2 separate regions of the Mus musculus genome follow, and region 1 is linked to region 2. The links are chromatin contacts, called in public HiChIP or PLAC-seq maps. All regions are on one chromosome and are shown on one strand. Each heading gives the region's core, a stretch centred on a gene start, on an enhancer-like site or on the middle of the called end of the contact. The rest is flanking DNA. Distances are from core to core; before and after follow the strand shown.

Region 1 (2,700 bases), core at 147-2,646, 290 kb before region 2:
CGGTGGGGTAGAGCATGACGCCCTGAACACCACTTAGCATCCTCAGGGTTGCATCTAGCACCTGGCCATACCCCTGGAGTCAGGCTGGCGCCAGACCCTTTCTGTTCTCCTCTGTGGTCTCACCTATGCTGTTTTCTCTTCCCTCTCTCATCCTCTCTCCCTCTCTCTCTGGCCATCTTGGGTGCTGTGTCTGAAGCTACTCCAACTGCAGGTATTGTACCATCAACAGAGGTAATGGGCATGGCTCGGGGCAGTGCAAATGGAGCCCATGCTGGCCAGAGCCCAGCAAGAGGAAGTGGCGAGGGCTGAAAGCATGCTCCAGGTCACCCTTTCAGTGGAGAAGCCAAACTTGAAAGGAAGGTGTTTAGAGAGCATTGACTAGAGGATGTGAGCATGCTCTCTCCTTTCATATAATGCTTGTCCTTACGAAAGAGGCTGGCTCAGAAGTGGTCTCACATGTAGAACCCTCTGAAGCTGAGAGAAAACCTGTTGTGGCCACCTGAGCCTTGCTGGACCTGACATCTCTGATCATAGAGATGCTCTTAGAAGGTGTGCTATAGAGGGAACAGCTGGTTCCTGGCCCTGGTGACACCACAATCCCCCTGAAAGGGTGAACACACTGCATGCTGGCCTTTGCATGCTGCATGGGGGGACCCAGCGCCATTCCACCAGCTAGCGTATGTTCCATTCAGTGAGAATAAGCAAGCACGTCTCTGAGTGAGACCAGGGCTCCAGAGCCTGGAGCCTCAATGTGTGTCAGGGATTGATGGTCTTGACTCCAGGAACTCAGCTCCTCAGTATTTGGTATGGAGACAGACCCCCTCCTTTGGGGTCAGGAGCTGGCCAGGTGGGTCTGTGACAAAAGCCAACCTGCTAACAAGTTTCTCCTCCAGTCTTCATGCTGTTGGTTTGAGGGCCATCAAAGCTCTACCAAGGGCTGCCCTCAAGCCAGAGAAACTAGGCAAGGGCTGCCTGGGTTCCTTTCCTAGTCCTCTGAGCTTGGATTTTCCCACAAGTTAGGAGATGAGGGCATTCCAGGGTACACGAGAGCCTGCATAAAGAAACAAGTTTTGTTAAGACACACCTTTAGGTGAGAGAATCAAGAACCAGGCAGGAATCCGAGCTTGCTCTGTATTTCCTAGCTCACTTGGTTTGCTTCCTACCAACACCCGTTTATTTCCGCCCACTGCTTCCTACATTGATTCTGCTTCTGTTGCATACCCCCTTATGGTTTCATGTTTTGCCAGCCAGATCCGCCAGTATTAAGAAACTACCAGTCTTCCCTACCTCAGCCTCCTACCCAGTAACCAGGCCAGCCAGCTAGGCCAGTGCTTCCTCCCACCAGCCCTCTTCCAGGATGTGAGTCACAGAAGTTGTCCAAGGCCTGGGGACCACAGAGCAAACAATTCTTGCCATGCTAGAGGGAGGGTCACCCTGTCTTCCTGGCTCATGTGTGAGTCTCTTCCCCAGTGGAGACAACAGGTACTTGGGGTGAGTCCACTCAAAGCTCATTCATTGGTCAAGCATTTTTCCTGTCTCCTTCCTCATTGGGCACTCCAGACCCAGTGTAGAGGATCCAGCAGTAAGAAGTCTGCCGTGTTCAGAGGGCAGTCTGTGCAGCCCTCCTGTGAGCTGCAGTTGCAAGGAGACGTGTCATTCCAACTCCCCCTCCATGTCTTCCTTCCAATTTTAAACGATCTAAACTCAGCATGCTGTGCAGGATGGGCCCTGGGTCTTTGCTGTCAATCAAGTGTGTTTTCCAGGCACCAACTTCCACATGACACACGGGAAGGGCAGATTGTACTTTTGGGTAACTGAGACATGCCAGTTATATCAGATGTTGTCAGCTTTGCGTGCACAACACCTTCTGGGGCCAGTAGAGCTTGGGTCTATTCAAAGGGAGTGGTGTCCAGCCCTCCACCCTCTTCCTTCTCATCCTCACCAAACCTCGTCACTTCCCCCCAAATTGATCAGTTCTTCTATCGCCCGGCGAAAATAATCCCTCTCATCCACCTGTATCTTCAGTCTGCTAGGATTGCTACCCATCTGTCTAACAGTCTGTGACTTGGCTGGGGTAGTCTTCGTGCCATGTGGACGATCTTGGACCGAACATTCCATCTTGGAATGCCTGGAAGCTGTTCTTGTCTTTGACTCAGCTCAGAGCTGTGAAGGTTGGGTGGGTTGCTGATAGAAGAAGCTCTGTGGCGGGTTTAGGACAACGTGAAAATGAACAAGATGTGTCGTCTCTCCATCTCTACACGATACTCCCCCAAACGCTCAAGTCCTTAATTGTGTGTCTTTCTTGGGGACTAAGACAGTCTATAGGGTTAGCCTTCCCTATATTGGCAGACTCTCAGCTTCCAGATCTAGGCTTCCCTAAACCATCTTTGGTACTGGACATTCATGGCTCTCTCTAGGTTGCTGGCCAGCTGTTGATTGCCAATCAGTACCAGCCAGGGCTTTTCCCACACTCATAGTTCCTGTGTGGCTACAACTTCTAACCCAGGAATATATCTACCTAACCTGTGACCCCCTCTGTTAATGCCAGCCCCTCTTCAGGGCTCATCAGTCTTCCATCCTCTCCCTAACTCAGTCCCAGGTTGAAATGCTCTGACAGGCCTGAGCAATACATAGTTCCCTTGTGAAAAGCTCATGCCCTTCCTGCCTGCCCGTCAGACGCTTTGGCTGATTCTCTCTCCA
Region 2 (2,700 bases), core at 152-2,651:
TACACAGGTAGGTTTGGGGGAGGGGACAGGCGGCCAAGGGCAAATGTGGTCATTCGGCTGAATGCCAGGGTCTGCAGAGTCATTGCAGATAACCCCGTGGCTCACACCTTGGCTCTCCCTCTGCAGTGGCCTGCCCAGCTTGCTGGAGCTGACTCCTGGCATCAGATGGAATTCCTAGACATTTCACCTGCTCAGTGTCCCTTTCCAATCTGTAAAGTAAGGGCAGTGGGTCTCTAGTTTTAGTGCTTAATGTAAGGCTCGAATGTTATAGGGAATGTGTATTGGCCACCCAAATCATGTTGCCTTACACCCGTGTCCCCCGTGACCCTTTACTTTCTTCCCTAATGCCCACCCTCAACCCTGGCCCCACTTGCCTTTGGCTGTGACAGAAATGCCCATGGCAGCCTCGCGCAAGACGCTTCTCTTCTTCCACTTGCCCTCATCGATGTTGTACATTTCCACGACCTTCACAGGCAGTTGATTGGTGCCCACACCCCCGATCACCATAATCCGCTTTCCTAGGGCAGTGATCGCTACCCCGGCCCGGGCTGTGGGCAGGGAGGGCAGGGAGGTCCACTGGTCGGCCTCGGGGGAGTAGACCTCGAAGCAGTCCATAGGGACGCCATTGTCATCACATCCCCCGATGGCATAGACCTGCCCCCCAGTCTCCAGCAGTGAGCAATAGACCCGGCGGCTAGGCAGTGGAGCAAGGCGCTTCCACTGAAAGTCCTTGACATTGGGCACTTCCATGGCAGCCCGGGGGAGGGCCCTGCTCGAGCGCCCCCACAGCGTCCGGGCAAGGTCCAGCCCCGGGGCCCGCGGGCTACACGGCGCCGGTCGGCGCGTCCCCTCTCTCAGCCTCCATCTCGCGCTGCACGGGCTCCCTGCCGACGCCCGCTGGCTTCTCCGGGTCCCTTGGGTGTCAGCGGGGCAGCGACGTCCACGCCTGGCTCCGCGGAAAGAACCTGGCGAATCTAGGGCAGCAGGGCGCCGGCGGTAGCTCACCCTTGGTCAACTTTGCAGGATGCGCCCCGCCCCCGCCCGGTCCCCCGGAGCTCGGAGCCCACCCCACCGCGCGTGGGCGCCGCGCTCGCCCAGCACTAGCTCCCGGGCGGCGCCTACAGCCGCGCGAAGCTTTCACGGTCCGCCTGGCAGCCGCGGAGCGGAGGACAGCGCTCCCTGCCCTTCCCAGCCCGCACGCCGCCGTCACCCGCGCAGGAGAGCGGTCGCCAGAAGCCGAGCTCCGGCCGGAGGACGCGGGTTCCCCGCACCGCCTCCCCGCAGCTTCCACACCTGGGCAGGAGCCCACGCGCCCCGAGGCGGAGGCTGTGGCCTGTGCGTCAGCCCCGGGCGACCAGGGCGAGCGAGGGCAGGGCCTGCAGTGTCTACAGGGTCGGAGACAGCCGGAGCAGGAGCCGGGTGCCCAGATGACAGGCAGATCCTGCCAGCGTGGGGGCGGGCGTTTGCGAGTGTTTGTTTTGGGTGAGGAGGCGGAGAGGCCAATTACCCGGTTTGTCTACAGTACACAGACCCAGTTCGTGACAGGCTGGCTTTGTTTGGGGGGAGGTATGCTCACATGGTCTAACCTCAGAAGCCAGTTAGGAGGCACAGATGTGGCAGGGATCTGCCGATCTAACAATTCTCACTCGTGTGCATGTAATTCACACAGAATCTTCTTTCCCTCCTAAGTGGAGACGTCCACAAAGCCTCAAATAAAGTCACAGACAGGGAAACCACAGCTGAACACACCAATAGACAAGCTGGGAGGACCTCACCTTCCAAACCCTTGTGCATCTGTAGTGTGCAAACCTGATTAACAAATCCCGGCCCTTAGCAGCAACTGCAGGACTGGGTGGATGGTCTCTCAAACCACCCAGCAACAGACCCTTCAGAACTGTAGTACCCAGTAATTCAAGTACCCATGATATACCGGACCACCTAGCAGTGTCTCCCCAAGCCCACGGGGTCCTCCTCTCTGGCTTCCTTCCATTCAGAAAGGCTCAAGCTCGGGAACCTGACAGACTGCTGTTCAAATGTTTGCTCTGGAAAACTTAGCTTCAGTTTCTACTCTGAGTCTGTGAGTGAGTGTGTGTGTGTGTGTGTGTGTGTGTGCGCGCACACACACACACACATACACATACTCACGTGCTTATATGTTGGTATGCATTTCCTCTCACTGTTGGGGATGGATCTCAGAGATGTGCACACGCTAGGCACTAAACTTTTATTTGTGATAAACTATAGAGTCACATGTGGTTGTAAGAAAGGAGTATTCTTTATCCGGTTTTTCCCAGTATTAAAATCCCACCAAGCTATAGGACAATGCCATAAACAGAGTATATTTTCATTACAGGGCTCCCACGTCACCTTTTGATATCTGGTAGGAGGACTCTATGATCCCCAGCCCCTGACAGCCCATGTCTGAAGCCTTGTCATTTCAGCCACGTTGTACAAGGGGCTGGGAATGGAGCTCACTCCTGGAGTATCATTGTTGAAAGAATCAATAGCTCTCTCTCTCTCTCTCTCTCTCTCTCTCCCTCCCTTCACCCCCTCTTTGTTTTCCTCAGTATGCCTGGAACTCACAATCTCCCTGCTATAGCCTCCAATTCTCCTCCCCACCCCACCCCCCAGCTTCCCATTTATTGAGGAAGGGTCTCTCACAGAAATCCACCTGCCTTTGCCTCCTAAATGCTGGGATTA

The links. HiChIP or PLAC-seq counts read pairs in DNA pulled down with a chosen protein or histone mark.
Region 1: a contact with region 2 is called in a FOXA1 HiChIP or PLAC-seq map of pancreatic cancer cells. The contact joins the enhancer-like site here to the promoter of Klhdc8a in region 2. A contact is called at or near these places in 2 of 39 promoter capture datasets (liver and pre-B cells), 5 of 484 Hi-C or Micro-C datasets (the Ba/F3 cell line, the G1E-ER4 cell line, liver and 2 more) and 1 of 115 datasets of contacts at active chromatin or transcription factors (pancreatic cancer cells).

What each region holds. Positions count from the first base shown.
Region 1 is chr1:132,590,862-132,593,561 of GRCm38.p6, reverse strand. It overlaps Nfasc (neurofascin), which reads left to right. Exons shown (of 30, transcript NM_182716.4): 24 at 197-211. Among named protein-coding and RNA genes, the nearest start is that of Gm51646, 44 kb to the right of the region's middle. Within about 2 kb of position 1,396, at least 18 of the 459 cell types and tissues checked have an H3K27ac peak or open chromatin away from gene starts, as enhancers often do. A contact at or near this core is called in pancreatic cancer cells, where this site is marked.
Region 2 is chr1:132,297,327-132,300,026 of GRCm38.p6, reverse strand. It overlaps Klhdc8a (kelch domain containing 8A), which reads right to left and starts at 1,401. Exons shown (of 5, transcript NM_144810.5): 1 at 375-1,401. The coding sequence starts at 750. Gm51645 (a long non-coding RNA gene) reads right to left here. Exons shown (of 4, transcript XR_003947998.1): 4 at 2,646-2,700.